7 separate regions of the Mus musculus genome follow, and regions 1, 3, 4, 5, 6 and 7 are each linked to region 2. The links are chromatin contacts, called in public Hi-C, HiChIP or PLAC-seq and promoter capture Hi-C maps. All regions are on one chromosome and are shown on one strand. Each heading gives the region's core, a stretch centred on a gene start, on an enhancer-like site or on the middle of the called end of the contact. The rest is flanking DNA. Distances are from core to core; before and after follow the strand shown. Region 1 holds the start of Tmem234 (transmembrane protein 234). Region 2 holds the start of Pef1 (penta-EF hand domain containing 1). Region 3 has its middle 32 kb from the start of Ptp4a2. Region 4 holds the start of Khdrbs1 (KH domain containing, RNA binding, signal transduction associated 1). Region 5 holds the start of Tmem39b (transmembrane protein 39b). Region 6 holds the start of Nkain1 (Na+/K+ transporting ATPase interacting 1). Region 7 has its middle 19 kb from the start of Khdrbs1.

Evidence for each region. Hi-C and Micro-C count contacts between places; a contact is called where the count stands out from the background. HiChIP or PLAC-seq counts read pairs in DNA pulled down with a chosen protein or histone mark. Capture Hi-C pulls out chosen DNA fragments and counts their contacts.
Region 1: a promoter capture Hi-C map of liver shows a contact between it and region 2. The contact joins the promoter of Tmem234 here to the promoter of Pef1 in region 2. A contact is called at or near these places in 1 of 39 promoter capture datasets (pre-B cells), 1 of 484 Hi-C or Micro-C datasets (pro-B cells), 3 of 115 datasets of contacts at active chromatin or transcription factors (bone marrow-derived macrophages, embryonic stem cells and pancreatic cancer cells) and 1 of 9 other capture datasets (liver).
Region 3: a Hi-C map of bone marrow-derived macrophages shows a contact between it and region 2, with 28 read pairs. The contact joins the enhancer-like site here to the promoter of Pef1 in region 2. A contact is called at or near these places in 9 of 39 promoter capture datasets (the 3T3-L1 cell line, the C10 cell line, cranial neural crest and 5 more), 1 of 15 datasets of contacts at CTCF or cohesin (large pre-B cells), 39 of 484 Hi-C or Micro-C datasets (B cells, the C2C12 cell line, CD4 T cells and 28 more), 28 of 115 datasets of contacts at active chromatin or transcription factors (the HPC-7 cell line, the NIH/3T3 cell line, astrocytes and 21 more) and 3 of 9 other capture datasets (adipose tissue, liver and pancreatic islet).
Region 4: a promoter capture Hi-C map of adipose tissue shows a contact between it and region 2, with 4 times the contacts expected there. The contact joins the promoter of Khdrbs1 here to the promoter of Pef1 in region 2. A contact is called at or near these places in 14 of 39 promoter capture datasets (the 3T3-L1 cell line, the C10 cell line, cranial neural crest and 8 more), 2 of 484 Hi-C or Micro-C datasets (embryonic stem cells and erythroblasts), 26 of 115 datasets of contacts at active chromatin or transcription factors (CD4 single positive thymocytes, the SCID.adh cell line, T-cell acute lymphoblastic leukemia and 17 more) and 3 of 9 other capture datasets (adipose tissue, liver and macrophages).
Region 5: a Hi-C map of pre-B cells shows a contact between it and region 2, with 2.7 times the contacts expected there. The contact joins the promoter of Tmem39b here to the promoter of Pef1 in region 2. A contact is called at or near these places in 23 of 39 promoter capture datasets (the 3T3-L1 cell line, 3T3-L1-derived adipocytes, the C10 cell line and 16 more), 1 of 15 datasets of contacts at CTCF or cohesin (large pre-B cells), 22 of 484 Hi-C or Micro-C datasets (B cells, CD4 T cells, the G1E-ER4 cell line and 16 more), 16 of 115 datasets of contacts at active chromatin or transcription factors (SST interneurons, T-cell acute lymphoblastic leukemia, bone marrow-derived macrophages and 11 more) and 3 of 9 other capture datasets (adipose tissue, embryonic stem cells and liver).
Region 6: a contact with region 2 is called in an H3K27ac HiChIP or PLAC-seq map of embryonic stem cells, with 2.7 times the contacts expected there. The contact joins the promoter of Nkain1 here to the promoter of Pef1 in region 2. A contact is called at or near these places in 1 of 39 promoter capture datasets (liver), 7 of 115 datasets of contacts at active chromatin or transcription factors (embryonic stem cells, epiblast stem cells, pancreatic cancer cells and 1 more) and 1 of 9 other capture datasets (pancreatic islet).
Region 7: a contact with region 2 is called in an H3K27ac HiChIP or PLAC-seq map of microglia, with 4 times the contacts expected there. The contact joins the enhancer-like site here to the promoter of Pef1 in region 2. A contact is called at or near these places in 9 of 39 promoter capture datasets (the 3T3-L1 cell line, the C10 cell line, cranial neural crest and 6 more), 7 of 484 Hi-C or Micro-C datasets (the C2C12 cell line, CD4 T cells, the G1E-ER4 cell line and 3 more), 10 of 115 datasets of contacts at active chromatin or transcription factors (astrocytes, craniofacial prominence, double positive thymocytes and 5 more) and 3 of 9 other capture datasets (adipose tissue, liver and pancreatic islet).

Annotation. Positions count from the first base shown.
Region 1 is chr4:129,599,211-129,602,196 of GRCm38.p6, forward strand. Tmem234 (transmembrane protein 234) reads left to right here and starts at 1,470. Exons shown (of 5, transcript NM_029748.3): 1 at 1,470-1,521; 2 at 1,773-1,924; 3 at 2,985-2,986. The coding sequence starts at 1,506. Eif3i (eukaryotic translation initiation factor 3, subunit I) reads right to left here and starts at 1,438. Exons shown (of 11, transcript NM_018799.2): 1 at 1,384-1,438; 2 at 1,199-1,291. The coding sequence starts at 1,386.
Region 2 is chr4:130,106,188-130,109,218 of GRCm38.p6, forward strand. It overlaps Pef1 (penta-EF hand domain containing 1), which reads left to right and starts at 1,369. Exons shown (of 5, transcript NM_026441.4): 1 at 1,369-1,463. The coding sequence starts at 1,440. It overlaps Gm40258 (a long non-coding RNA gene), which reads right to left and starts at 1,931. Exons shown (of 2, transcript XR_868200.3): 1 at 1,414-1,931.
Region 3 is chr4:129,787,230-129,790,542 of GRCm38.p6, forward strand. No RefSeq gene overlaps it. Among named protein-coding and RNA genes, the nearest start is that of Ptp4a2, 32 kb to the right of the region's middle. Within about 2 kb of position 1,697, at least 72 of the 459 cell types and tissues checked have an H3K27ac peak or open chromatin away from gene starts, as enhancers often do. A contact at or near this core is called in B cells, the G1E-ER4 cell line, the HPC-7 cell line and 8 more, where this site is marked.
Region 4 is chr4:129,740,753-129,743,969 of GRCm38.p6, forward strand. Khdrbs1 (KH domain containing, RNA binding, signal transduction associated 1) reads right to left here and starts at 1,551. Exons shown (of 9, transcript NM_011317.4): 1 at 1,027-1,551. The coding sequence starts at 1,408.
Region 5 is chr4:129,695,483-129,698,528 of GRCm38.p6, forward strand. Tmem39b (transmembrane protein 39b) reads right to left here and starts at 1,363. Exons shown (of 9, transcript NM_199305.2): 1 at 1,233-1,363. The coding sequence starts at 1,236.
Region 6 is chr4:130,572,246-130,575,459 of GRCm38.p6, forward strand. Nkain1 (Na+/K+ transporting ATPase interacting 1) reads right to left here and starts at 1,791. Exons shown (of 7, transcript NM_025998.4): 1 at 1,584-1,791. The coding sequence starts at 1,637.
Region 7 is chr4:129,760,266-129,763,333 of GRCm38.p6, forward strand. It overlaps the pseudogene Gm12967. Among named protein-coding and RNA genes, the nearest start is that of Khdrbs1, 19 kb to the left of the region's middle. Within about 2 kb of position 1,541, at least 68 of the 459 cell types and tissues checked have an H3K27ac peak or open chromatin away from gene starts, as enhancers often do. A contact at or near this core is called in double positive thymocytes, effector CD8 T cells and microglia, where this site is marked.

The DNA.
Region 1 (2,986 bases), core at 220-2,719, 510 kb before region 2:
TAAGCTGTAGAAGAGCCAGGCCTCCAATAGCATCCTCATGTGCTTTTGTCTGGAGTCAGAAGAGGTAAAGGCCAACCTGAGTTGCAGTGTGAAAAAAAACCTTTCGGGTCCTGTTCAATTGACTCCGGATGACAGTAAGGATGTATGGGCTCCACTGCTTTGTCACTAGCTCACTGTGTGATCTTAAATACAGAGCTCCCTTCCTTTAAATGGCTAGGAGAGCTGAAGAGAAGGCTCAGAGCTTAAAGAGCACTGGCTGCTCCTCCAGATGACTTGGGTTTGATTCCCAACACCCACATGATGGCTTACAACAATCTGTATCTGCAGTTCCAGGAGATTTGATATCCTCTTCTGGCCTTCACAGGCACCAGGCACTCACATGCTATGTAGACATACAATGCAGCAAAGCACCCATACACATAAAATAAACAAAATCATTACACACACATACATTAAAAAAAAAAAATGACTGGGAGGGGCTGTGTGTGGTAGCACACACTTGTATTCCCAAGACCAGGAGGCTGAGGCAGGAGGATGGAGAGGTGTGCTGGCCACCATGGACAGATACCCCACTCTTGTCAACAGCTTTCTTCAAAGGGCAGCTGTGAAGCTCCAATGAAACCATGTCTATGAAACTTAAAATAAGTGACTTACATGCATCGGGTACAGTGCAAAACGATTTACAGAAATGACCTCACTCTGCTGAGGGAGCTAATTAAAGTCTCCATGTTTTATTAAAAGGGAAAACTGTGGTTTATAGAAAAGGTAAATGTCATGTTCAAAGTCACACTGCTTAGTAGGAGCAGGAGTTAGGGCTCAGATCTCAAGCTCCGACTTAACTCTCCACTGTTAACTATCAGTTTATTGCCTCCAATGCAAATGCCTCAAAAGACAATCCCCAAAGGAAACAAAGTGGGATTGAACAGACCACTTGATTCTGTCCTGTCCTGTCCCTGGGCTCCCTTCCAGTCTCCTGATTCTCTTCTCCCTGGCTAGGTACCCTTCCCTTCCAGATTTCCCTGGCGGAATGCTGTCGCCAACCTACCGCGGTATGGGGTTGGTTTTCCCTACTTATCAGAAAAATTTCCCTCCCGCAGGCAGTAAACCTTGTCCACCCGCAGTCCGGGCGGCGCGAACTCGCCCCCTCCGGGCCCCCCGCCCCGGACCCCCGGCCGCCCGCCCTCACGCAGTCGCTCACAGGGTCTTTGGCCACGGTGAAGAGAAGGTCTCCTTCGCGGTTATACTTGATCTGCGTGATGGACCGCTCATGGCCCTGCAGCAGGATGGGTTTCTGTGGGGACAGAACCGGGGTGTCAGTGCCGGGAACCCCGTCCCATGCCTACTGAGGCCCCCCGACGGCAGCACGCCGCGCCTGGAACTCACCATCCTGGCGGTGACGCGAGGAGAGAGGCAATGTGAGTGGGACCGGAAAAAGACTAGGGACGACTTCCGGATGCGGGGGCTCCGCCCTCTCGCTCCCGGAAGTAGAAGGGCCTGGCGTTTTCATGGCGGCGTCCTGGGGTGGGTAGCCGGGCCCCCCACCTCCGCGGGCTCCGACTCTGGCTCGGGAGCTCTGTTCTCAGTCTCCTGGCATCCCCGAGCCTCAGGAATGCTGAGCCACGCACCCTGGTCTCACTTCGGCCGCCCTCTGGGCGGGTCCTCCCGACCGATCACAGCCCGGCGGGAAGAGGGAGGGAGGGAGATGGAGCCGGGCAGCAGGGTGCAGGAGGCCGGAGGAGGACCCGGGTGACTTTCTGACCCTTTGCTTTCAGGGCAGGTGCTTGCTCTGGTGCTGGTGGCCGCACTGTGGGGTGGCACGCAGCCGCTGCTGAAGCGAGCCTCCTCCGGCCTGGAGCAAGTGCGTGAGCGGACGTGGGCCTGGCAGCTGTTGCAGGAGATAAAGGCTCTCTTCGGGAATACTGAGGTGCGTCTAGCTCTCACGGACGAGCCCCTGAAAATTTCACCATAGGTCGGCCGTATTCCCAGCCCATCTCTTACTCACTAGAAGTTCCTGGAAGAGTCATTTATCCTCTGTGAGTCTGTTTCGTCAAAAAAATGGAAAATTTAATGATAACCCTTGTATAGGGCTGATATAAGAACTCAAGTAAGACACATAAAACACTTAGCATTGGGCCTAGTACAGGGTACATGTTCAATCAATGACTATTTTTGCTTATTGTTTGTTTTTGGAGACAGGGTTTCTCTGTGTATCCCTGGCTACCCTGAACTCACTAGCCTCGAATTCAGAGATCAGCCTGCATCTGACTCCTGAGTGCTGGGATTAAAGGCGCCACCACTGCCAGGCTCCAGGACTACTCTTAAGGTCATCATCACCAAGTTGAGCTTTCTTTCGGCTCAACTTGCCCTGGGGTAGAACATAAGGAAAGCTATCGAGAACTGCCCATGGCTGCCTATGTAAGCTAGCTAGATATGCCCTACTCTGAGGGTTAGGGGGAAGGAGAGAGGTACTATATTTATAGTACTGTGTGAATTCTGTACAGAGAGATGAAGCTGGAGGACATGGAGTGGGCTACTTAGAAGGGGTAACACTGTCACTCAAGGCCTTATACCAGCAGGGACGATGGGAACTGGCCATGACGAGGGAGAGGGCATTTAAGGCAATAGAGTACATTGAATGCGTTTCTCTGTTTGCTCTAAGGGGTCTTCAAACACATGAGCGGTCCCTGAGCATTTGTAACCATGCCAACCCCCGTGGGAAGGTGCAAGCCAGAACAGGGACTCTCGAACTGGGTAACAACTGGCAAGGGGTCTGACACCAGATATCCTGCATATCAGATACTTACGTGACAGTCCATAACTGTAGTAAAATTACAGTTGTGAAGTGGCAATGAAAATAATTTTATGGTTGGGGGGTCCCCACAACATGAGGAACTGGATTAAAGGGTCGCAGCATTAGGAAGGTTGAGAACTGGGAAAGCCGTTGCACACGCAGGCAGCCCCTGACAGGTCTCTCCTCTTTCTAGTA
Region 2 (3,031 bases), core at 119-2,618:
TAAAGAGAGGGTGGGACAGGAGGAGTAGATGTGAGAGGCCATTGGTCTTTATGAATGAGTGTTGTAACCCTGAGTGTGAGAGGCTGTGACTAGTTCATTTTTAAGTTAGCATTTTCCTAAGTTGTATTCCAGAAAACTGTGACTCAGAGAGGTTAAATGACTTCTTCAAGATCACACAGCTAGAAACTGTTTAAAAAAGAAAACGAACAACAGGATCTGCTCACTAACGCCAGTGCTGAGGGGGAAGCTGAGCAAAGAAATAAGCCAGCGGGGCGCTGGTGGGTAAGGCTGGGCCAGATCACGAAGGAACTGGATCACCAGACTTGTCTTCCTCTGCAGGTAAGGATGAGGACCGTGCTTTGCAGACTGTCCTATGGCCAGTACCACGATCAGCAGTGGGACTGTGGAAAGTGCCTGGCTAGATTGAAAGCTCAGGACTTTTTATTTAAAAAGTATAGTGTTGGCACTGTAGATACTGGGGATACAATTATAAGCAAATCAAACACAATTCTTGTCCACATGAGAGTTTTTGTTGTTGCTGCTGCTGCTGTTGTTGTTTGAGACAGAGCCTCATTATGCAGCCATGGCTAGACTGGAACTGTCTATGTATGTATGCTTGCTTCTGCCTGCTGAGACTAAAGGCATGTGCCACCAGGCCCGGCCACGTGGGAATGTAACTAATCAAATAAACATGCAACCAAGTTTAGAACCTAAACCCCAAGAGCCAAGTACAGGAAAGTTGGTAACTTAGGAACTGTGATTTGACCTACAGAGGGAATAAAACCTCCTTGTTGAGACCTAGTCATCTACTGACACTAGTTCTAGGCCGTACTTTGCTGAGGAACTCACTGTGAGTTTAGGTAACTAAGTCATTGCCTTTCTGAGCCTCAGTTTCCCCATACATAAAGATAGGAGCACCGTGACATCTTAATTTTCCTTCTCTTCTGGCGGTCTGACCTTTCTCCACTGTCCACGGGTCTGTTTAGTACCCACGTTCTAAATGGCACCTGCATTCCAGGAAAGGCTTAAGTTCTCAGTAGCCATGGCAACCGCCTGGGCGTTAGAAGTAAAGTGATCACGACAGTGACGTAACTAATATGCGTCAGGTTATAATATGGCCTTGCCAGGTTATAATATGGCCACCACAGAAACAACTGACCAAGTCTCCCCATTAGATAACTACAGCTGGCCAGGCCCGAGGTCCGCTGCAGGTCACGAAAAATAAAAACAAACGAGCCACTACGGTCAACAACACTTCCGGACACTCCTACCCAGCCCTCTGTAAGGTACCAGCTCACCGCCTGTGACTTCCGTTTGTTGACCGGAAGATTGACAGCCTGTCCGTCCAATCACAATCGGACCCGCCCCAAAATCCAACCAGGAGCGGCATTGGGAGCAGGAAACTCCGCCTACCACAGTTGTGTGACGTCATAACCGCCATGGCCAGCTATCCAAACGGACAGGTGAGTTGTAGTGGCCCCTGCGTCAATATTTGGGCTTGTCTATAGATCCGGTACCACTCTCCATCCTCGGCTCTTTCTCCCCACTTGATCCGCAGCCTTTTCACGCAGAGGTTTACTTCAACAAGACTCTGTGTGAGCGAGAAACAGGAGGGCCAGTCCGTCGCGCTCGTTTTACGTCACATAGGACCACTCGAGGGGTTGTTTATATTGCGCAAAACTGGCTTTGGGGGTTTTGCTGTGAATTGATCCGGGCTGAACCGGACCAGGGTGCTTAACTCAGGTCTCCGTGGGGCGGAGTCCTCTGTGCTCTCGAGGCGTTTAGAGCTCTTTTTCCCTTGGAGTCTTTCTGGGCGTAACTTGATAAAAACAAGTTGCCCGACTCTCTCAGCACCGTCCTGCGACCGAATAATCTCGGGACAATCAGTGGTAGGAGGTACCAGAAGTGAGATTACACCCCTCACGGTTGTCCAGCGTCCTTTCACACGTAGGAAAAGTGAAACCCAGAGAAGATATGGAGTTTATCTAAGTTACCAAGTAGTTAGGCAGCAGAGCCAAGGTCAGAACTTGGGTTGTCTGCAACTGCTTCTTCCTTCCTTTCTAGCCTGCCTTGAACCAGCCGGGAACATCATTTCAGTGTGATTTATTTTGTGGCCAGAATTAGGTGACATAGAGGTGCCAAATGCAGTTTTGAGTTAAAAGTGGAGCCAGATCTTTGCCGCATTAGTTTTAAGTCTTTTTTTTTTTTTTTTTTTTTTCCTGATCCAGTTTCCTCTCATAAAATGGACCAAGTAGTAAGAGTCCACCCCTCACAGAGTTATTAGGAAGAACGATGTGATTCCTGTAGGCATATGCTATGCTATACGGTAAAGTGTAACATCACTTTGTAGGAGTTTTCAAAGCAGGCCCCTCACTTCGAAATAATTTGGACAAAATAATCGTCCTGATCACAGAGTAGTTTAAGAGATTAGTCTCATGTATGGAAAGTGGAATGCAAAGTCAAATGGGTTATTACCAAGCTTTGATTGGCCATAGTCACAGACTAAAAGATATTTAAAGGCCTATGTGGTTTATATAGCATTTCTTACATTTACTTTGTGTGTGTGTTGGGGGTGGGGAGAGGGCGGCTACACATGTGCACATGCACAGGAATTATTTTTTTCTCTATCATGTGGGTCTTGGGGATCAACCTTCTTGGGCCTTTCAGCAAGCCCCTTTACCCACTGAGTCATCTTGCTGGCTCCCACACAGCAGTTGGGCCCCCATTGTGCCCATATGAAGACCCTGTAAGCATGCAGGGCTTATTATTTTGACTTATAGCTGAGGAGCAAACCCAGAGAGGCTTAGAGGTCTCACATAGCTGGTGAGGGTGAGGCCAGGGTTAGAGCTTTGAATTCCACTTATTGCATACTTGGCAGAAGTGAGTAGAGGCCAGTGTGGGCTCCAAGTAGGAAGAACTACCACAGCCTGGCTTCCCAGACTCCGCCCCACTTGCTGGGTTTTGTGAGATGTTAATGGGTGCTCTTGATAGAGGATCCTGTGGTTAAGCAAGCTTGGGAACTGCTCTGTTA
Region 3 (3,313 bases), core at 447-2,946, 320 kb before region 2:
GCTGGGATTAAAGGCGTGCCTAACTATTTATTTTAATTTTATGTGTATGAGTTATTTTGTTTTGTATTGATTTCTTTTGAGACAGGGTTTCTCTGTGTAGTTTTGGATTTCCTGGAGCTCACTCTGTAGACCAGGCTGGCCTCAAAATCAGAGATCCACCTGCCTCTGCCTCCCAAGCACTGGGATTAAAGGTGTGCACTGTCATGCCAGGCTGTTTTTTGTTTTTAAAAAATGTGAGCCAGGTGGTGGTGGTGGCATACGCCTTTAATCCCAGCACTTGGGAGGCAGAGGCAGGCGGATTTCTGAGTTCGAGGACAGCCTGGTCTACAGAGTGAGTTCCAGGACAGCCAGGGCTACATAGAAAAAAAAATGTGTATGGGTGATTTGCTGCCTGCATGTATGTATGTGCAGCACATGTGTGCCTGGTCCCTGCTAAGGCCAATAGAGGGCATCATATACAATTGTGAGCTTCTATGTTGGTGCTAGAAATTAAACCTGGGTCTTCTGCAAGAACAGCTAATGCTCTTAACCACTGAGTACGAGTCCCATGTTCATACATGTATGTATGTATGTATGCATGCCACATATGTGTCTGGTGCCCACAGAGGCCAGAAGAAGGCATCAGATCCCCTAAATCTAGAGTTATGAAGAGTTGTGAGCTGTCATGTGGGTGCTGGGAACTGAACCAAGGTCCCTTGCAAGAGCAACAACTGTTCTTAACCACTGAATTGTCTCTTTAGACCACACCCAGCATGATACTTAAAAAATTAAATACTGTATTTTTTCTCCTCCATATCTTTTGTTTGTTTGTTTGTTTCATTTTTATTTTTTCAGGCAAGGTCTCATTGGCCTTGATCTCATTGTGTAGCTAAGGACAGTCTGGTCTTGAACTCCCACTTCTACCTTTCTAAGGTGGGATGTACAGGAGGGTGCCACTGCACCAATCATCCTCCCTATCTCTGTGACATTTTACGATACAGACAAAGCAAGGGACAGTGTTGAACATTTAAATCACCTGCAGTTTTTCCTTCCTACCAACACTAATGCAGTGACTGTCCTTAGGCCTGTGTATTTTCTCTAGTCTGATGAGATCATTAGAATGGAGCTCTAGAACTTTCCTTTGTTCCTTGCCGCTTTTGAAAACCTGATACCAATGAGTTGAAAAGGTAATAAGAGGGAAAAGTGTGTCCCTTTAGGCTTCTTTTTCTTGTAATTGCTGGGCCCTACCAGAGAACTGGTTCTAGCCTTGGGCCTCGCCTTTCTGCACTGGCCACATGGCTCCTCTGCCCTCGGAGCTCCCATCCACCCTTACCTCTCTGAGTCTTTGATCGGTGCTGTTATCATCTTACAGAGGAGGGATCCATCACTGTGAATCCAGGTGTTTGGACCGGGGTCCAAAGCTTGTAATTGGATGTTTGGGTGTCTGGATCACTGAGCCCAGTTTCATGAGCAGAGAGAGAGCTCAGCAGTAAACCTTGTTGTGACTGTGTGTAGCCTAAAGTCTTCTCCTGGCCGCCCAAAACAAAAACACAAACAGCAGTCGGCTATTTTAAGTTTAAGGAGGACTGGTCTGGAGGTGATTTATGAGCAAAAAGAAGTCTCCTGGAGCCTGAGAGGAGAAGTAATTAGTCTCGTGAGGAATGTGGAAGCTGCGTGTCTCGCCCTTTCTGTTTCTTTCACTCTGGGAAACCGTGACCCCCCCGGGCTCTCACTCTGCAGGTTCCTCTTTACTGTCCTTCAGCAGACCAGCTTCTCTGCAGTGCTGAGAACATGCCCTTCTCCCACTCTGGAACTTCATAACCCTTTTGCTTAAACCTGCAGCCTACCTAGATCTCTAACCTTCAACTCCAGTCCCCGAAGGGAGAGTCTGGTTGGATACCTTTGAACCCTGTCTGCTTTTTTGGGGAAGGGGGCTGGGTGGCACCTATGTAACTGTTCATCTGCTCTCTGGGTAGAGGATCATTGTGGGCTCGCAGGGAGACTGTTACAGGGTGCAGGTAGACATCCACTATGACTCTGTCTAGAGAACCTTAATATTACCCAGGAATCTTTTGGCTCTAAGTGACAGAAATTGGGTTCAAGTTGAGAAAGAAAGCTAAAAACAAAACAAAAACAAACAAAGGGAATTGATTTTTTTAAATAAAAGATTTATTTATTTATTTATTTATTTATTATATGTAAGTACACTGTAGCTGTCTTCAGACACACCAGAAGAGGGTGTCTGACCTCATTACGGATGGTTGTGAGCCACCGTGTGGTTGCTGGGATTTGAACTCAGGACCTTTGGAAGAGCAGTCAGTGCTCTTAAATGCTGAGCCATCTCTCTAGCTTGAATTGATGGTTTTTACTAGAAAAGCCAAGGGCTTAGTGTTGGGCATAGCCAGTTGCACTTTCTCAAAGACACTGTCAGGAACAGACCTTTTTTTTGTATGTGTGCTTCATGCCTAGTGAGACTCTTCTCTGTCTTATAGTCTCTTTACTTAGCTTCCTCAATGGAAAAGTCATGTGCTCTTTCCAGTAGTTTCAGTTCTGGTTGTATTTGATCGAGCCTTCAGTTCCTGTGACAAATAGACAGCTGTCTCTGATTGGCTAGCCTTAGGTCATGTGACAGGCTCAGTGTTGAGGAGGGGGTGTGGTGGTTTGAATTAGAATTCACAGGCTCATCTATTTGAACACCTGGTCCCCAGTTGGTGGAACTGCTTGGGAAGGATTAGGAGGTTGGTCTTGGAGGAGGTGCATCGCTGGGGGTGGGCTTTGATGTTCCAAGTGTGCTCTCTGCCTCCTGCTTGTGGCTCAGTGACCTCTCAGCTGTTCCTGCTACCTTTACTCCATCGTCAGGGACTCTACTGCTCTGAAACCACAAGTCCAGTTAACTAAGTGTTTGTCTTTTATAAGCACCATTGGTCATAGTGTTTTGTCATAGCACACAATACCGAGGGATAGATTTTCTTTCTTCAAAAGAAAAATAGGATGGCAGTGGGTTAAGAGCACACTGACTGCTCTTCCAGAGGACCCGGGTTCAATTCCCAGCACCCACACGGTAGCTCACAACTGTCTGACTGGCCTTTGCAGGCACTGACTGGGCAGGGCTGTGAGAAGCCATTTTATTCAATGTTTGTTTATCAAGGGTTCTTTGTGTGCCTGGAAGATATAGGAGTGAATCACACAGGCAAGCTTCTTCTTCTTCCCAGAAAGCTGAAATTCTGAGTACTGGACCAACAATCCATGGCTCTCCAGTCTGTGCTATGCACAAAACATCTTCCAGCTTCATTCCCACCCCACCTCACACAAAGAGAGAAAATGGGGCCTTTTC
Region 4 (3,217 bases), core at 301-2,800, 370 kb before region 2:
GAGGCAGAGGCAGGCGAATTTCTGAGTTCGAGGCCAGCCTGGTCTACAAAGTGAGTTCCAAGACAGCCAGGGCTATACAGAAACCCTGTATCGAAAAACCAAAATCAAAAAAAAAAAAAAATTCGATATCATAAAAAATACTAAAACCATGTCTAACAACAGGCGGCGGTTTGAATAAGGAAAAATATCTAAGTCGCTCAAGTCCGGAGAAGAGAGCTCCATAGTCTACAATCAGAGAACAAAGACTACCATTCTTAAACTATCTCTACTCCAGCAAAAACTAAAACAAAAAGACCAATTTCTCGTTCATCTCACGCAAAAGAACCTGCCTGCCGCCCCTTACCTCCCTCTATCATTTCTTTCTACGGTCTCCTGGGCTATCACAACCCCCCCCCCACACACACACACACTTTTGCATAACTTCAGAAACACATTTCAAAATAAAACAGAGAAACCATCCGGGTCTGCAGCAATTCTTACTCGACAGGCCGAAATGGAAAGCTTGGCTTGAGAAAACCTCAAGCTCACGGATTCTCTCGTCGCCCCGACCTCTAATGAACTTAAACCCGAGTTCCCGCTAAATCCCGCCCCGCTCCGTAGATGCGCTGTGCGGGACCGGCATTCCGGCTATCTCTACCTTACACCCCAGGTCTCCATCACCCGCGATTCCCCCCCCCAAATGTTTCCTCTTTGGGAAAGCGGGGAGAAATAGGTTCATTTCTGTTAAGAGCCGGCCCTTGGCGCGCGGGGCAACTACTACGGGAGGAGAAGGGGGCGGGAGCACGGTACTATCCATCAAGCTCTCCGCGCTCTGAGATCGCGAGTCCTCTTCGGGCCTCGTCCGTGGCTCAGAAATCTTCCCTTACACCCTGAGCCCGGGTGGGACTGTGGGTGCAGAATCTCGAAGGCCAGGTCGAGATGACAACTCTCGATGCCCGGGCTCCGAGGGGGTGGGAGCAAGAACAAAGCGGCGGCCACCCACAGTCAGGACCGGGAGACCCAGAGGACCCGCCAAGAACCGCTTACCTACGGACAGCAGCTGCATGGCGTGAGTGAAGGACGGGTCGAGCGAGTCCTTCTCGGCCATGAGTTCAGGCAGGTACTTATTCTCCGGCTCCATCTTGACCGCGGCTGTGGCTGACGGGGGCAGCAGCGGGGTCGGCGCGGAACCCACCACCGTCGCGTCGGGACCAGGGGTGGAGGGAGGCAGCAGCGGCGGCGGCTGGGTGGCGGGCGAGGCCCGAGCGCCTCCTCTGGGCCCACCTCCCCCTCCCCGGGGCCGGTGAGGAAGCGGCGACGGCCGAGACGGGGTCAGACGCACCGAGGGGTGGGCACCTGACGGGTCCTTGGAGCAGCTGCGGCCCGAGGACCGGGTGAGGCGCGAGGCAGGATCGTCCCGGCGCTGCATCGGGGATGATGGGTGGCGAGCGAACGAGCGAGGAAGCGACGCGGCGGCAGCTGAGGCCCGAGCGGCGGTTGGCGGGGGTGGAAGAACAGGAGCGACAGCGACCGAAGCCGACCCGAGCGACCCAGCGAGAGAGCACCGGAAATGAGGCGGCGCGCGTGCGCAGGCGCCTACCGGCACCGCCCTTGAGTTTCTCCGCGGAGAACAAAGTCCCCAGTTGGACCACGGCGCCTGCGCCGACTGAAGACGTCGCCTCCCCGCTTGGGCTCCGAGCTTAGGGCGCCTGCGCGGGCGCCCGCCGCCTTCCTTCATTTCTTTTTCTTTTCCACGTGACCCGGCGCTAGCGGTACACGTGTCTCCCCTCCCCCTCCCCCGGGCGGAGTGCGCGGAGGGGGCGGGCGCCGTGGAATGTCTTTGTCTGCGCTCGGGCCCGCGGAGTGTGCGGCAGGAGACCTGTTATTCGTGCGCCACGCCTCCTTCAACGGCCGAGCCTGGGGAGGTCCCCGAGGGAGCGGTGCCCCGGAGTGGAATCGGGGGCCGCCCCTCCAACCGGGAAATGAAAAGAACGCTTCTGGAGAGAGGGGGACGCGAGGGTTAGAGCCAAGTGAAGCCGGAAGAGAGGGAAAGACTGCGCGAGCGAACGGGATGGGAAGATGGGGATGCGGGCGGGCGTGGTGGGAGGGAGGAGGCTGACCCAGAGATAAGTGATGAGTGTGCGAAAGGGAAGCCAGGAATGGGGAATGCTGTGTGTTGCAGAACTGAAACTCAGAAGGAGTCGAAGGGGTCAGTCAGAGACGCAAAGACCGGAAGAAAAGGGCTCCCTCCATACCCAAGTAGGGCATCCAGGAAGTCAGTCGGCAAGATTTCCATTAGAGCAGGTTCAAAACTAGTGAGAGAATTATTAAAAGATGCATTTGGGGTCGGGTCAACTGGTAATGCTGCTTATCACCTGTTTTTGGAGTCCCCGGCTTGTTGGCTTGTTCCCCACCCACTCATCCCCGGTAAATTCCAAATTTTCTCTCTCTCTCTCCTTCCAACCCCGCCTACTCAGAAAGCCTCAGAACACAAAAAGGCGCCAAAAAATCCAGTCCTGAATTCCTGACTGTACTAATCCTCATCTTTAGTCACCAGCCACCCAAGCCCCACCCTAGATGACCATACCTGGGCACAAGCCCAGCTTGTGGTAGACTTGTCATTTTCTTCGCCTACAATCTATCAAAAAAGTACCAGCCATACTCTGCCCCCGACCTCTGAGGCTGGTGGACTCACCCGGGAACCCATTTCCAAATAGATATGCCTTTTTAAAAAAAATTATTCTTGAATTAGCTTATTTCGTTGGGGGTGGAGGGGACTATTATCAACCTGAGTTCTAGCCCCAGGCCCAAAATAGGAGAGAACCAGCTCTCCCAAGTTTTCTGACCTCTACTTGCACATAGAGGCCTTCATGTCCAGCCATACTAAGGGGATGAGGTGGTTATGCATCCTAGCGCTGAGGAGGAAAAGCCACAGAATTACCTCATGTTTGAGACAAGTCTGGCCTACATACACAGCACAGCTACAGGCCACCTAGGACAGGCCACCCTGTCCCCCAAAAACAAACTAAGAAGCATCTTATATTAGGTCTCTGACAAACTGCAGTCCTAGCACCTGTTAGACTGAATTGTTTTGTTGCCACCTTCTGTTTATTCTGTAAAACGGTGACTCCAGGGCCAGTCCTTAGCCCATGTTGGCTGCCTAGTTCTCAGAGCTCCTAGTACTCCTGCTCTGAATGCTGGTCCTTCACAAGGGATCCCCCTGCACTCTTTCAAAAAG
Region 5 (3,046 bases), core at 113-2,612, 410 kb before region 2:
ACGCCAGGCGTGAATTCACATTTTAAGCGACTAAGTAGCACAGAATAGCCTCAAACTCACAACCCACCTGCCTCAGTCTCCCAAATGCTAGGATGACAGGATGACAGGCATGTGCTACCAGACTGTTATTTTTACTGCCAGTTCCCTTAATCCGGTTCACTGGACCAGTTTGGTAAGATTTTCAGAGCCTGAGTCCTGAGCTGCTCAGCGCTGGTATTTGCTGGATTTTATCTGGATCTGAGTCTCCAGACGCTACAATCTGGTCAGGTTTGAGACAAGTTTTCCCTCCAGGGCCCTGAGATCTAACTCAATGACCCACGGCCTGGCCTTAACGTCAGAATGGCCTTAGAAAGAGCGCTGTGGTTGGGAATCTCAAACTTAAGATTTTACAAAACTATATTCCCTAAGCTTAGTAGTCTAGCCTAAGATCCTAGGCAGCATCCTGCACTTAGCTCCCAAACCCTTAATCGAAGTTATAACTTCCTCAACTTCCTCACAGCAACACAGTAGCCTCCATTCATACACACGGTGCCCAAGCTTTCCTATCTCTGAAGGTTTTCTGACAGCTCTTCACAATATGCATGTCCAGAAAGCTGACTTCAAGCCCCAAACCGGAAGCTTTGTTCACACGCTGTTATATTTGGTTTGGTTTAGAACCCCCCCCCCCAACACACACCCTCAGCCCAGGAACTCTGCCCACACCCACTATCTTTTAGAAGCTCGGCACCCACATAAAGCCCCTAGCCCAGAAACCCCGCCCACACACAACTGTCAACCCCAAGACCCCGCCCACAAGCCGGGCAATGCTCTCTAGGACTGGAAGCTTGAATCGGAATGGACTCCCTTGGTGGGCTAGGTGTCCCTGCGGCCCCACCGCTCTCAGTGTAAACCCCTATAGTCCAGAAAATTCTCTCCCCCACCGGCAATCACAAAAGGCGAACCCTAAGCTCTCAGCCCCTCCCACCAGAGTGCCCGGCCCCCATCTGCAGACAGGAGAATTGTGTGCCCCAAAGAAAGCCTGAGCCCCTCCGAGCCCCTCTCCCTTTTGGAAGCTCCGCCTACCAAGCGGTGACCCGCCCCCTCAGGACCGGAGGGGCGGGGTCCCGCCTGCGCCGCGTCCCTTCCCCTCCCCCTCCCCCTGCCCGCGACTCCGGTCCGCGTGGGGAGGCAGTTCGCAGCCAGGCTCCCCGCTATCCCGCGACCCCCGAACGAGCCCAGCCAGCTCTGCTCACCCATCTCCTTCCCCCGGCGCTCTCCGCTCACCGCCGCAGCTCCTGCGGGCAATATGTCGGAGGCGACGGCGGCCGAGAGAGGACTAACCGCCGCAGCCCGGGCCGGGTATCAGCCGCACGCTCCCTCCGGCTGCTCAATTTGCATGCTAGGCGGGCTGGGAGTCGGGAGCGCGCTTCTTAAAGGGGCCGTTTGGACAAAAGCTGTGCTAACGCTCTTTGTCTTGCCTTTCCCCACGCCTTTCCCGCAGCTGCTGCTCAAGAGATTCTGGAGCGGGCGAACCCACCTCCCGTGTTTCTTCACCCTGTTCTGACTTAGAGGAGGACACCAGAGCGGCCTTTTGCCTCTAGTGAAGTCCTGTTTTTGTACAACACAGTCACCTCATACTCAGCGAGTCCCAAACTGGGCTTTCAGAACTCTTAGGCTTTAGTGTGCTTTGGCCCACCCCAGTCAAAATCTACGAGTCACTTCCCCTTTCCTCCAAAACTCTATATCCAATTTTTGGCCTCATCTTGATGACCCTAAACTCTATCCATTTCTCATGTTTGATTCTCATGTTCTCCACTGTTGATTTCACTGCCACCACCTTAGCTAAGAACCTGTGCCTGCCATTTTCAAATTTCGAAATAGTGTTAATGGGTATTAATAATAACCGCCTATTAGGGTTCTTAACATTTTAGAATTTGGTGTGCCGGAGAGAGGGAGGGATGCGCAGAGCAGTGGACTTGGGAAGACAACTGGTAGTAGTACTGGTTCTTCTACCATGTAGCCTAACACGTAGGCTATCGGGCTTGGCTACAAGAACCTTTACTTGCTGAGATATCTCGCCAGCCCTTTGATTTTGGTTTTTAAGACAGAGCCTCTGGTAGCCTGGGCTGTCCTTGAATTTGCTATGGATTAGAGGATGTCCTTGAATTTCTGATCCTGCTTCATAGTGTCGGAATTATTACTCTCACTATGACAGATTTATTCAGGGATGGAAATCAAACCTAATGCAAGCACAAATTATCTTGTAGGCATGGAAGATTAAATGAGACAATCCATGTAGTACCTGTTTTAATCAGTGTTAGCCATCATGTTTGGCAAACACTTAACAGAGGAAGCAAGTAGCTACTGTTATTGTTAGTGTAATTTCTTCCCTTGCAAGACTAATAAGCAGTCTATGGGGGTGAGGGTAGGAGATTAAAATTAGGGCCTCATACAGGCTAGGCAAGTGTTCTATCATTCAGTTATATTCTCAGCCTCATAAGCAATCTTTATATTATTGTTAAGTTTTTTTTTAATTTTATGTGAGTACACTGTAGCTGTAAAGATGGTTGTGAGCCTTCAAGTGGTTGTTGGGAATTGAATTTTTAGGACCTGTGCTCGCACCAGTCAACCCCCCTCACTGGGGCCCAAAGATTTATTATTATATATAAGTACACTGTAGCTGACTTCAGACACACCAGGAGAGGGCGTCAGATCTCATTACAGGTGGTTGTGAGCCACATGTGGTTGCTAGGATTTGAACTCAAGACCTTCAGAAGAGCAGTAAGTGCTCTTACCCACTGAGCCATCAAGCCAGCCCTGCTGTTGTTTTGTTTGACAAGTTTTCACTGTGTAGCCCTGGCTGTCCTGAAACTCACTTTGTAAACTAGGCTGGCCTCGAAAGGAGAGACCCACCAGCCTCTAACTCCCAAGTGCTAGGATTAAATGCGAGCACCACGACCATGACACCGGCTCCTCACAAGCAATTTTAATTGTCTGGTGACTTCACAGGTTATCATAATGCTTGACACATATTAATCAAACAAATTAGAAGATATTTATAGATTTT
Region 6 (3,214 bases), core at 541-3,040, 470 kb after region 2:
GCCGTGGGCACCTGCACTCACACACACAGACACGGATGTACAAAATTTTTAAAAATAAACCTTTTTTTTTTTTAATTAAAGAAAAGGAATTCTCTAAAAAAAAAAAAGTTTGAAGATTTCTTGGCATTTTTATGGTCCTAAAAATAGAAAACGGAGAATATTTCTACTGTGAGCCCAGATCTGCCAAATAACCAGTTCTTCGTTTAGTTTACAAATATTAATGAGGTGTCAAGGGCTGCCCAGCTGCTGGGGTTTTAGCAGGAACAAAATGAGCTGTCTCTGCCCTTTTGGAGTTTCCATCCTACCTGGTGGTGATTAAGCCCCTCTGCCGTCCTTGAGAATGACGCCTGACAGACCAGGTGGCCTTCTGAGGGGCAAAACACCAACACACCAATGTGGGAGGAGAGGAGGTTCTAGCATGGCCCAAGAGGACGATGCTGTGAACAGCAGGCGCCGCAGGGCCGGTGACTCAAGGAAAGGTGAGAGGACAGAGGCCACCAGCACATCTCACTCAAAGCTTCCCACCACCCTGCGCACCTGTGGGGAGGAGCAGGTGCTGGCCGGAAGGCAGATCCAGACCACGGGACCCATAGGAATGAGGCCCCAGGCTCCTCCACAGACCCGATGCTATCAGCAGTTCCTACACAACAGTGTCTTGAGTAGAAGCATAACACAGTTCCAAGGGAGGCAGGAGACCCCCGTCTCTTCTCTATCACCCTCCCAATACATAGGCAAGGACCTCAGCTACTCTTAGCCTCCGGATTCACTCTGTTGCCCTCCAGTTAAAGACCTCATTTTCCCCCAAACTGGGGCCAGCACAGAGCCCCGAGATGCTCTGATTCTTCCCAAGACACTCAAGTGTCCTCATCCAATGGGACCAGGGAACTCTTTACCTGACCCCACCTCACCCGCTGCTGATAGAACAGATGGCTCATGGGACGCTGGAGGACTCGGTGGTCAGACTAAAGAGAACCACAGAGTGAGTCCGGTGCCTGCCAGGTTAGGCTGGCCCGTGATACATCAATTCCTGATCACCCCCCTCAAGGAGGTAGTTCTCCATCCCTGGCCACCCAGTCAGGAGGGTGCTGGGAGGCAGGAAAGCAGCACAAAGGACGGCCGAGGGTTCTCAAAGAGTCTCAGGTCCCACCACCCAAACAAGAAGCAGAAATGGCCAGAGATCTAAAAACATTCCAGAGACATAATACAGGAGCAGAAAGAGACTTTGTGAGAAACGCTCACAGGGGCGGAGCCCAGAGGGATGAGGTACCCACGGAATCAGCGATCTGGAGGGGAACATTCGGGCAGGGACCTCTCCGAGTACACAGACCAGCCTCGGACACACCCCCAGCCCCAAGGGAGCCACAGTCCTGGGGCGCAGCCCCCCAGCGGGAGCCCACGCACCCATTGCGAACCGACGCGTGCAACCCGGGAGCGTTGGACCGTGCGCGCGAGCGCGGGGCTGAGGCGAGGAGCGCACACAAAGGGACAAGCCGGCCCGCGCGGGGCAGACTCCGCCCGGCCACCCCGCACCCCGGGTGGCGCCCACGCACCGCCGCCGCCCCACCCCGCTCCGCGCGGCTCACCAGCTGCAGGCAGCAGAAGGCGACCAGCGTGCAGCGGCCGCTGCACTTGCCCATGGCTCCTCCTCGCGCCGCGCGGGGCCGCGTCGTCTCGATGGCGCCCCGGGGCGGTGGGGCCGGCGACTAGGGCCGGGTCTCCAGAGCCGCGGCCGGCCGGCCGCACCCCAAGTGCATGGTGCGCCCGGTCCGCGCGGGCTCCGCCGCGCCTCCTTTGTCTGCGGCCGGCCGTCGGCACACCTCCCGCCCGCGGCGCCGGCCAGCGCGCAGCGGCCCCCGCAGGCACCGAGCGCGGCGCGGTGCAGCACTGCCCAGCTGGGGCAGCCGCCCGGGCGCTCGGCAGCCGCCGCTTCCCGGCCCACCACGTGGCTCGGCCGCCACCCCGGAGGGAGGCGAGGGAGGGGCGGAAGAGCGAGGGGGCGGGGGAGGGGAGGGGCGTGGAGCGAAGTGGAAGAGTGCGGGTCCTGCGCGCTGGCAGCTCTGGGTCGCGTCCAGACTGCTGTTCCTTAGCCGTGTCACCTTGGGCAGATCACATTACCTCTCTGGACCACCCCCGCCCAGGGGCCTCAGGGGCAAAGTAGGAAAAAAGTCTCTTGGATGCAGTCCTGTAAACCCAACAGTAGCCCTTAGCTTGGCCAGCTGAGGGAGTTGGAGCCACCCTACCCTGGAGTTCCAACTTTGCCCTTTATTTTCATTTGAGTTTTCAGCCCAGCTCGCCAGCCCTCCTGGTTTCCCGGCCACATTTTCTTCTTTCTGTCTTTCCTTCAGAACCTGGTATATCTTGGGTTTATGAAAGCCAGAGTGCGCTTGAAGCGGTCTTCCGTTCTCTTGACTCTTCATAGCTCAGGGACCGGAATAGTCCGGTCCCCAGTTTGGCTTCTCAGAGATCCTCCTGCTTCAGCCTCCCAAATTCCAGATAAACGCGTTTTAAAACACGCAAGACAAGTGGATAGAAAAGCCCTGGATTTGATCCTAGTACTCTCAACAGTGACAAAACAAAAGGCCCCCCAGGTATTCCCAGAATCAACCATCGCACACTAAACACACACACAAGCACATGCACACACGCACACACCACCAAAAAGCAACTGGGATAACAGTGGGGACTCTTCTCAGCCACTGTTAGGGAATGGCAGCTGTGTCCAGCCAGTTTCCATGATTAGCTAGGCTTCCTGGAGTCTGTCCCAGACTCTATACCCAGAGCATAACTTTACGTGGGGACTGGGACCCAGCTTTTATCAAAGTCTCCAAAGAGTCCTGTTTCCCACAAAGGAAGCGCCAGCCCGGTCCCCACTGGATCCCCTGGAGGCTTCGGGTGAGCCCATGTCAGTTCTCTCTTCCATGCTGACAGTGTGCTCAGAAGCCCTCACCGACCCAAGCACTGGACACATGATGCCTCTCTCCTTACAGTGACTGGGTTCTGCTAGGCTCTGACCAGCTCTGCCAGGCTCTTGAATGTCCCAAATGCCACAGACCCAAGGCCTGGCCACCTCACTCCAAGTCTGAGCTACCCTCTGTCCAAGGTCATTTATTTCAATCCTGCCCTACTAAATCCCAGGCTTCCACGCCCTCTGGCCCCTCTCTGCTTTTAGGTTTGTTCTTTATTTATTTATGTTGTATGTCTGTGTTTAGGTTGA
Region 7 (3,068 bases), core at 291-2,790, 350 kb before region 2:
CACTAAGCTGATTCCTTGCATTCACCCTGACCTCCAGAGTCACAGGCTATCAGATCAGCGCGGCTTGTGTGGCTCAGGTTAGTGGCTTACTACCTTTACAAGTGGACATTTCCCCCAAGACAAGCTCCTTAGAACACTTGTGATTCTGAGGTACCCATCCCTGGACCCCGCACAAGGTGTTGATCCTGTTCTACTATCTGACTGGACAACTAGATGATGCACAAGCCAAGGGAGGAAGAGGCTGAAGCCTCCCATAGATCACCAGCCTCTCAACGAGCCTGATTGATCATCATGGCGTTTCCTTTTCTTGAGGCCAGGACAGCCAGTCAGCCATGTACAAAGTCAGTTCACTTCCTGGTATACAGCAGATAAGGCAGGGCTTTGGTCTTGACACCTGTCCTGACCAGGTGCTTGCATATGGGCACACAGCTGTGGAGGAGGGACACTGTCAAACTCAGAAGACCCGGTCCAGATTTACCATGCCCTTTTCCAGTACCACAGGAAGCCACTGAAACTGAGTATGGTGGCTTTGACCATGCTGTGGGTACCAGCAGCCCCCAGCATCCTTTGAGTACCAGCCAGAGTGAATTTGAACCAGCAGAACTGTCATCTACACTACAGTCTACACTCACTCTAGGCAGGATTTCCCTGAGGTGCTCTGTGGAGTCACACAGGTTTTACAACAAGCTTAACTAGAGTCTGGTACTCATTTCTGAGACACTACATGGTTGGTTTTGAGCAGGATCTCACTGTGTAACTAACTATGTAGACCAGGCTAGCCTGGGACTCATAAAAGATCTGCCTATCTCTGCCTCTCTTGTGCTGGGTTTAAAGGTACATACCACCACAGCTGGCTGGCTTTTGTGGATTTTTTACAATGAATATTTGAATATTGTGATGTGGTAACTGTGAAAATCACTTTGTTTTTCTCTGTCTTATCCTTTATCTACTTTCTGACTTGAGGATAATACTTTAACATTTATGTGACCAATTTGATGATTTAAAACCCAAGACTGAGCTATAACCCCCTAAAATTATATAGATTTATTACATAGATTATTACATAGATTACAGCTAGATTTATTACATAGATTATAGCTCATACTGTAAAACTTGGTATGCTTTTTTTGAATCCTGTGATTTCTTTATACAACATTTTCAATATCCTATGAAATATACTTGTAATTCATAAAAGTTCAAGTCAACCTTAATGAGCTGATTAATTCTGAAACTATTGAATTACTATGCTAAAGCTCAAATCAAGCAATTAAAACTCTTTTCTTTGCTGGACATGGTAGCCCATGCTTTTATTTTTTATTTTTTTTGAAAGCAGAACATTTATTTTATGACTGATTGAAATCCTTAAGATGAACTGGATGCTGCAAGAGCTGCCCTCTTGGCTTTCGGTGTTGTCCCCTCACGGAGTCCATGTCTGAATCTGCGGTAGACAATCTTTAGGTGCCTCATCCGACCAGGCCCGGTAGTGTTTCGTCTCTTAGCCTTGCCACTCCAGTTATACTTCCTCTTGCGCTTGGCAGGGTAACCACATTTGCCACAAGTCGACTTCTGAAGGTGGTAGGCCTTGGAGCCGCAGGCACAGTGTGTGTGTCTTGTTGTGACGCTTACCAAAGGATAACATTCCCTTTGTCATCTTGCTTCTACCGGCGAGGCCAAAGAGATTGGAAGAGCTAGCCCATGCTTTTAATTCCAGCACTCAGGAGCCAAAGCTGGTGAATGTCTGAGTTCTTTCTAGTCTAGCCTGGTCTACAGTGAGAGTTCTAGGACAGCCACGGGCTACACAGAGAAACCTTGTCTTGAAAAACCAAACCAAACCAAAACAAAAAAACAAAAAACAAAAAAACAAAACAAAACAAAAAACCCCAAAAGATTCCTTCCTTAAAGTTTATCAAACCTTTGTTTAAGGGGGTTGGGGGGGAAAAAAAAGAAGAGAAAACCTAAAGAAAATATAAAAGCTAAGCATGGTGGCAAAGGCCTGTAATTCCAGGGGCAGAAACAAACAGAGGGATCTGAAGTTCAAGGTTGGCCGGGCAATGGTGGCGCATGCCTTTAATCCCAGCACTCGGGAGGCAGAGGCAGGTGGATTTCTGAGTTCGAGGCCAGCCTGGTCTACAGAGTGAGTTCCAGGACAGCCAGGGCTATACAGAGAAACCCTGTCTCTTAAAACCAAAAGAAAAGAAAGAAAGAGAGAGAGAGAGAGAGAGAGAGAGAGAGAAAGGAAGGAAGGAAGGAAGGAAGGAAGGAAGGAAGGAAGGAAGGAAGGAAGGAAGGAAGGAAGGAAGGAAGGAAGGAAGGAAGGAAGGAAATAAAAGAAAGATGGTTCAGTGGTAAAGAGCACTCACTGCTCTTTTGGAGGACTCAGGTTCTATTCCCAGCACCCATAGGACAGTTCCTAATCATCTGTAACTCCAAGGGGCTCTGGCTCCCCCTTCTGGTCTTTTCAGGCTCTGTATGCATATAATTCACTTATATCATTTCTTTGTAGAACATTTTCTTTCTTTTTAAAAAATTTTTTTTAAAAGATTTATTTATTTTATTTATATGAGTACACTGTAGCTGTCTTCAGACACACCAGAAGAGGGCATCAGATCCGATTACAGATGGCTGTGAGCCACCATGTGGTTGCTGGGAATTGAACTCAGGTCCTCTGGGAGAGCAGTCAGTGCTCTTAACCACTGAGCCATCTCTCCAGCCCTCTTTTTAAAATTTTTTATTGTTTGTTTGTTTTTGAGACATGGTTTCTTTTTTTTTTTTTTTTTTTTTTTTTTGGTTTTTCAAGACAGGGTTTCTCTGTGCAGCCCTGGCTGTCCTGGAACTCACTTTGTAGACCAGGCTGGCCTCGAACTCAGAAATCCACCTGCCTCTGCCTCCCAAGTGCTGGGATTAAAGGCGTGCACCACCACTGCTTGGCCGGCCTGCCTTTCTTTCTTTCTTTCTTTCTTTCTTTCTTTCTTTCTTTCTTTCTTTCTTTCTTTCTTTCTTTCTTTCTTTCTTTCCTTCCTTCCTTCCTTCCTTCCTTCCTTCCTTCCTTCCTTCCTTTAGATTTATTT